Regions from separate parts of the Danio rerio genome. Here region 2 is linked to region 1. A link is a contact called in public HiCAR-type data. All regions are on one chromosome and are shown on one strand. The core of a region is the stretch at or near the end of the contact, and the rest is flanking DNA. Distances in the headings are between cores, read along the strand shown.

Region 1 (4,085 bases), core at 648-3,147:
GGGATTTTTGAAACATTCATGTCAAAACTGAAATAAAATAAAAAGCACTGAGGGGGAGCAGTGTGTAGCAAGATCGCCTCACAGCAAGAAGGTCGCTGGTGCATCTCAGTGGCATTTCAGCATCGAGTTTGCATGCTCTACCCATGTTCGCGTGGGTTTCCTCAGTCCAAATATACGCGCTATAGGTGAATTTAATAAGCTAAATTAGCCGTAGTGTATGTGTGTGAATGCAAGAGTGCATGGGTGTTTCCCAGTGTTGGGTTGCAGCTGGAAGGGCATCAGCTGATTAATAAAAGGACTAAGCCAAAAAGAAAATGAATGAATGAATGAAAAAGCACTGAACAATACAGTGTAATCTTTTTCCACATTTGTTATATTTTGTTACATTATCAAAACTACAATTGTTAGTTCATAGTGCATTAAGCAGTTAATAAAAACACCTGTTTTTTTAAATGATGTATTACTAAATGTAAAATGTTGAGTAGAGTGTAAATGTACACTGATAAATTGCCACTCACTCTCAACTTTAAATGTTCATGTTTCCTATTGATAAATATCTATTAATATGATCTTCACATGTTTGTGGTCCTTGGCATTGTGACAGAGGGCACAGCTTGAATAACTAGTGGAGGTAACGTGTACAGAAGACAGGATCAAACGGAAGCAGATCAGAGCTGGAGATGGCATCATTTCCCTTCACCAGTCAAGTCAGCAACAGCCAGTGGGGCAGAGGTTGTACTCACAGAAGGATTATTGGAGGAGGATTATTTTCGCGCTTGCGCATGCATCAACTCGGCTTTGTTATGACATACTTTCATCAATTATTCAATGTAAACAACCGAAAATGCAGTGGAACCCCCGGATGTTACGAGTGCAATCTGGAGAGGACAGTAAACAGTGCAAGTCCTGGAGAAGAAGAGCTATTGTTAAGATTGCACAACTTATCACGAGTCCTACTCGAAAGTCCTTAAAAGCGGAATTGTACCAACTGAGTCGCAAAATGTTACAGTGAAAATTTAACGTTACGATATATCAGTCGTTCTCACAAACACCGCTCATATATATGAATCGCCCTGGTTTCCCTCTGGCGTCTTGTGTAACACTACAGGCCTGCAATGGGGATATTTGTCCACAAAATCCTCATAAATATACACAGAAGTGTGAGTAACGATGACTTGTGAAGTGATAGAGTTCACGACCGTCCAAATAATCTCAAACGGGACAGTGATTCCTCGGAAATGTACAACTCAGGTGGGAACTTTGAGGAGCCACGTTTCATTCTCGATCAGTGTCGAAGCAAGCTGTATAGTCCGACGGCTACTAAACTTCTTTCGTAAATTCAACTAGTTTTGTAAGTAAGAAAGCCCCTGCCGCAGAGATTTGTGTAGAGTTTTGGGAGAAAAACAGCGAACGAAGCAGTCAGTGTTGTTTTCGAGCACTACCACATTCGTTTCACACTAAATCAAAGGCGAGAAGAGACTAGGCCACTTGACCAGAGTTTCAGAAAAGGACCCGAATCTGTTTTCTTCTTACCTTTTGCCGAACCGTTTTCCCTTTCTTGCGGTTACATACGCCTTCCGACAGCTTCGTCCTCGGTCAACGTTTCGGTGTTTCACTCACAATGGTATTGTTATGTTCAACTTGAAAATCACAGCCTGTCCCATTCCGTTGCCATCTAACACCTCACGAGACGTGATAAATAAATGCTGTGAGGGGAAATCCGTGATATATTATAAATCCAGTCACGTTACTTGGGCTTGTTCTTCTATTGCAGTAAAAGGAAAAGAGTAACAGTGAGCAATCCAGGCAAACAAAAACCTTTGAACCGGTAGAGATTGTGTGGCTATGCTACATGACAAAAGAGCTCTAGGAATAGTGGATGGACTCCCGCAGATGTTTCCCCCTCCCTCTGCTTGGAATCGGTTTAACTTGCAGCAACGCATCCCACAATATGGCCGCCGCGGGGAGCGGTGAACTGAGAGAAATCACAGTTTATCACTTCACAAGATTAGGGCAGACGTTAAGACGGTGGTATTTTTAAATATAATACCGCCGTAGTTTGTCTTTGTATTATGGCAATATATGCAATAACACTAGCCAGCTCATGGCGAATAGTGTTTAGTGCAGTCTTATGGCGCTCCCTGCCTGTTGCCTGCAAACATCGCAGCTTTCTAGCATTGATTTTTTGTTGCTATTTTTTTTTTCAAAAGCTTTGTCTATGTCCCTTCTAGTTATTAACAATTAAACATTTAATATAAAAAGTAGTATGATCTCTTATTAAGTTAAACATTTTAATAAATACCGTTTTGGCTGGGAAATGTAGGCCATCTGTTATGCTGGCTGAATGACAAAGCAACAATTTAACCCAATTTTAACTTTAGTTTAGCAAATGAAACTTTGAATGTATATGCAATGTACATATATAATGTACAAATATAAAATGTCTACATTTAAGCTATAGATATAACTTATTATCTGGATTAAATAATCTGATTCCAAAAATATAGTATTTTTATTAAAATTTAAAATTCATCTGATACAGCTACTTTTAGGCATTATTCAATTATTTTCCTTTGGCTTATTTTCCATTTCTTAGGTTGCTACAGCGGAATGAACCGTCAACTATTCCGGCTTATGTTTTACACAGCAGATGCCCTTCCAGCCGCAACCTAATACTAGGAAAAAACCATACACACTCACATTCACACACAATATGGCTAATTTTGTTTACCCAATTCACCTGTAGCGCATGAAACCGGAACACCTGGAGGAAACCCATGCAAACACAGTGAGAATGTGCAAACTCCACACAGAAATCCTAACTGGCCCAGTCGGGACTCAAATCAGCAATCTTCCTGCTTTGAGGTGACAGTGCTAACCACTTAACCACCGTATCGCCCTTGAAAGCATTAACTGATTACAAATGATTCACACATCGGCAGTAAATTGCTCATTATTTATTGATTCGCCCCTGCCCCTCCACCCTTCAAAAATGTTTAAAAATATTGTTTAGCTTAAACAGTAACAATATACAATTGCCATGTAAATGTCTTTTGTGAACTATTTTGGATGTTGAGGAGATAAGTAATAAATAAATAAATAAATAAATAAAAATAATAATAATATTATATATATATATATATATATATATATATATATATATATATATATATATATATATATATATATAAATTTACACACACAACCGGTCAAAAGTGTTGGGTCCTTTTTTTTCTATTTTTTTTTTTTAAAGAAAATTATTCTGTTCATCAAGGCGACATTTATTAAATTAAAAATTTTTTATAAATTGTTAAATATTTATTCGAAATTTAAACAAATGCTTATTGTATGTAATTTCAAATTAAATTATTACTCTAGCCATTATTGCTTTTATTACTATTACCATTAATAATGATGATATTATTAATAATAATAATAATTCAAATTAAAGTGATTTATGAAGGATCATGTGACTCTGAAGACTGTGTTAATAAAGCTGAAAATAAAATCACTGGAATAAATTATTAAATTAAGTTAGAAACTACTTCTGAACAGTTATTATATAGTGCAAATAACATTTTACAATTTTACAAATTGTTCTGTATTTTTGATTAAATAAATGCAGCCCTGGTGAGCAGGAGAAGCTTATTCTAAAACATTTAGAACATCCTACTGACCCCAAACCTTTGATGTGTATTGTATATAAGCAAGAAAGTTATGTCACAAGTAATCTAAACGTTGCCAAAATCAGAACTTTACATAAAAAGTACATCAAATTATTTGTAATCAGTAACAAATTAAAGTTTGTATCCTATTTCCAGCATTGAGCTTAATCCTTGATTACAGAATTGCCAAATACATAGTATGCAAATAAAGCAACTCTCCTAAAATGTATCTGACCATATACAGACATATTTTATTCATTTTCCTTCAGCTTAGTCCCTTTGCTTGTCTGGGGTCACCAACAAATAAAGCATATGTTTTTCACAGCAGATGCCCTCCAAAAAACATATTCAGAAAAAATGTTCAGTCCATTTAAAGTCTTATGCTAAAAGTGGATTTCACTGGTCAATACTGACATCATG
Region 2 (4,085 bases), core at 676-3,175, 38 kb before region 1:
TGTCATTGCTTGAACTGATAAATAAACACACATGAAGAAAGTAAAGAAAGAGAGTGTCAGCTACCTTTGCCCATGTATTCAGTGACAATGTAAATTGGCTCTTCAGACACAACAGCATACAGCGGAACGAGCTTATCATGCCGGAGCTTCTTCATGATCTGGGCCTCCTGCAGGAAGGCTTCGGGAGACATGGTGCCCGGCTTCAGGGTCTTAATAGCTACCTTAGTCGTGCCATTCCAAGTGCCTAGAAAAAGGGAAAAGAAATTAACCCTAAATAAATGCAGCACTTTGGTAAATCGAAAGTATCAGGAATGATTTGATTTAAAAACCTAACGATAAAGAAATGTGGCTGAGGAAAACACACACACACACTCTTACAAATACAGTCTCTCTCACACACACACACACACACACACACACACACACACACACACACACACACACACACACACACACACACACACACACACACACACACACACACACACACACACACACACACACACACACACACACACACACACACACACCTTGTTTTTGAGAATACCGTTTAAACAGCCATGGCACAGACTGCCAATTCATGAGAGAATGGTTATGTGGAAGCTATTGTGCATGTTGAAACAAACATACACAAACAATAAGAGAAATTCCTCACATTGCTGATATGAGGTGACATGCCGGAGCTTGCAGCAGGACGAGTTTACTAGAGATGATGACAGACAAATACCTAATAACACCCTTTTACACTTCACTCTAGTATATAAACTCTGCTGTATTTTTGCCATGTAGAAAATTTTGAATGAATCTGAAGTTTAATGCGCAAGTCTGTTTGTATAGTTCAGCATTTTATGTGAGTGACAGCCGCATTCAGTAACTGAATTAACTCCTGACAAACGCATTGTGACAAACACACTGAAAGAAACTATGCAGTATGTATGGCACATAACAACGAACTGTTACTTACATTTAAACACTTATTAGAGCAGAGTGTCCCATTTGCATGCACACAATACAAGAAAGTCCCAGAAAAAGAGGTACTAGACCTGACTTGTTTGTGTTGCCAGGTATTGCTTGAAAAATACAGTACAATAATAAACTTAATTAGGTACAAAAGATTTCTTCTGAAGACAAGACCAAAGTATCATAACTTGCACCTTCCTGCTTTCAAAACTCCATCAACTCTGTTTATGTGAGTATCCTAAACAGTAAGCCCAAAGACATTTATAATAAGTGGACATGGCAACACTTCAAGAGCACACTGTGTAAAACCTTAAACATTAACACAGTATAACGCTTCTGTTGACAATAAATTGGTTAAAACTACAAATCAAAATGAATATTTGGTTTATGTAATATTACTTTTGTTAAAAAATATCAGATACCAAAGGCTTGAGATGCCAGATAATTGCTGTGGTTTCAGTATGGTGTAATTTAGGGATTCACTTCAGTATTTAAATGCTGTAGTCACTCCTAACACTTTATAATGTTTATAAGTCTGTGCAGGTGTAAATATTGGTGAACTGACAATGTATAAAGCACTTTGGCTAAATAATAGTTGTAAATTATTAACTGAAATTAGGGTGTGTGATATTTATGGAATACAATAATTATGGTAATTGCGGCTCTAATAATGTGTGAGCTGACAAACACACAAACACATCTTGAAAGGATTGACTGTATGATGAAGTCTATAAAAATGGCACTATAATATGAGTTATGAAAGCAAAAAGTAGTGTATTGGTTTTGCTTTTTGTAATATGTTAAGACATGTAATACCAGCCTGATCTCACAAAGGAAAGTAACTATTTTTTGCTTTGTCAGTTTACTGGCTAATTCACATTTTAAAAATGAGGCATGCCGCCACACCCAACACAAACCAACCGTCACTGGAGATGAGCAAATCGTACTAAATTATACGAATGAGGTCGTAAATATTCACACAAATTAGCCACTAAATCAATCAGTGATTCGAATCGCAGTGAGATTGTGTTGGTAATACAAAAGTCATTACATGCACAAAGTGTGGTTTTCTCCAATATCAGCGAGCATCATCGCATATGTTGTTTTGATTTTATTCCGCAGTTTAACAAACTGGAAGTTAAAACTGAGCGGGTTTACATATTGTATATGAGTTTTTTTTAAAACCCAAACAAAGTAAGAGCAGAACAACTACCAAACACTACCACTGTGGTGTTTTAATCCTGAATGAACCTGTTTTTAAACAAACAGAGCAAGTCAGTAATTCTATCACTCATTCATGAAGACGGTGGTTGTTTCTTAATATGCTTTCTTCACCGGTTTTGTGTCTTTATGTTCTCATGTAATGCCAACATCAGCTGCCAAAGTTCAGTTCTAAAACCCAAGACCGCAAGAACAGAGGATGCGTGAGAGTTCCCGCATATCTTCTTAATATCGAGGATGCACTGACTTGAACACAAAACTCCCCCGAGAAGTCCCAGAAGTCATTGCAGCTGATCCTGAATAAAGAAGGTGGGAAGCACAGAATTCTATACATGTTTATTATTAAAGTTCCGAAATATAATTTATTTATCTCAGAAGTTTTCTCAAATGACACAGTGAAAGTAAACATTACCATGAAACTCTTAATAAAGTTATAAACAAATTAAGGATGTATATTAGCTAAATTTTATATTAAAACCGGTTTTATTTGTATTGTGCAAAATACATTTGTAAGGTTTTGTGCATGTTATATATATTTAAAAGGGAAAAAACAAATCATTGTATTAATGCTGTAATGTTTAAATAATTTTCCTTTAAAATGCATGAAGGTCATGTGACCATCAGGAAAAACGCAGCATCTCATTTCTTAGAGGAAGCGATGTGTTCTCACTGTCTCCCGAAATCGTTCTTCCGAGGTAACCTGGCAAGAACAGTCTCCTTGAGAATGCAAGTTTGTTCTCTGCATTCATGGAATTGAGAAACAGCCAGTGACTTGCATAAAAAAAATCACTTTAATAAATGATTCTGTGAATCACTCAATGAGAAGAACCTGCCATAACCTTTTGGTTCCATATTATAGTGCCATATTTATCCATGAGTAGCCTAAAACAGCCAAGATACCAGCACAAAAAAACAATGTTCAATTATCAAACCTCACTTAACCTGAAAAAAAGAAAGAGATCACCACTCTAAAAGTGTTGAAGTTTAATCAATCTAAGGGTAATTCATCTAAGGGGAAGATCTTAGTTGGCACTTTTATTTATCATTAGTAAACAAATCTCCCAAAACATTAAGATGCATCTATTAACACCAAAATGTTAGTTAAAATGTGAGCTCTCTAGCTGTATTTGCATGTCTTACCCATCCAAACCTCTCCGAAGCAGCCCTGACCCAGCTTAAGCTCCAGACGCAGTGACTCTCGAGGTATTTCCCATGCATCTTTAGCCAGACCCTGAGTTTGGGGCTTCACCGTCGGACACACTGTAGTGAGTCGATAACACAGCCCATCTGCATGCTCTACAAACACACACAACACAGTGATGTCAGAGTGAGCTCTCATAAAACTAGGTAAATGAGAGTAGTAGTTTCCCTTAAGCCAGTAAGGTAAATTATACCCAATTGTAGACAACACAGAATTGTCAAGTCAAATCTCATAAAGTAGTAAAAGTAAAATGAGATGTTCTGAATTAAACAAGGTGTGTGTTATGTTCACAAATTTCACACAATAGGAGATCATAAAAAAGCAAGGCTACTAAATGACCTGGTAAGGGTAAAAGTCATTAATTCATCACTTATCCAGCTTTAAAGCCCATTAGTCACTGTCTTTCAACAACAAGATTAAAACCTTTACGAAGCAGGTTGCATAGCGAGTGCTAGACAAGGACTGATGGCCTTTCATTACGCCTTGACATTCTTCAGATAAGACGAATCTGAACAGCAAATTTGTTACTTTCACAGGCCCTCTGCGACAGTTTGTGTGAAATGCCTGACAGAAACAATTTATCGATTTTTTATTTAATTAAAATATATAGACATTAAAAGTGACCCGGACCCCCTTTATACAGATTATAACCACCAAGAATGCATTAAATTGATCAAAATAGATATAAAATTAAACTCTCTAT

Evidence for each region. HiCAR-type assays count read pairs that join an accessible place to other places.
Region 2: a HiCAR-type map of caudal fin shows a contact between it and region 1, with 4 times the contacts expected there. The contact joins the enhancer-like site here to the promoter of yes1 in region 1. A contact is called at or near these places in 5 of 18 Hi-C or Micro-C datasets (caudal fin, embryo, fibroblasts and 1 more) and 1 of 4 datasets of contacts at active chromatin or transcription factors (caudal fin).

Annotation. Positions count from the first base shown.
Region 1 is chr2:34,272,047-34,276,131 of GRCz12tu, reverse strand. It overlaps yes1 (YES proto-oncogene 1, Src family tyrosine kinase), which reads right to left and starts at 1,897. Exons shown (of 12, transcript NM_001013270.3): 1 at 1,534-1,897.
Region 2 is chr2:34,310,266-34,314,350 of GRCz12tu, reverse strand. It overlaps yes1 (YES proto-oncogene 1, Src family tyrosine kinase), which reads right to left. Exons shown (of 12, transcript NM_001013270.3): 7 at 3,322-3,477; 8 at 65-244. Among named protein-coding and RNA genes, the nearest start is that of clul1, 30 kb to the left of the region's middle. Within about 2 kb of position 1,925, at least 4 of the 62 cell types and tissues checked have an H3K27ac peak or open chromatin away from gene starts, as enhancers often do. A contact at or near this core is called in caudal fin, where this site is marked.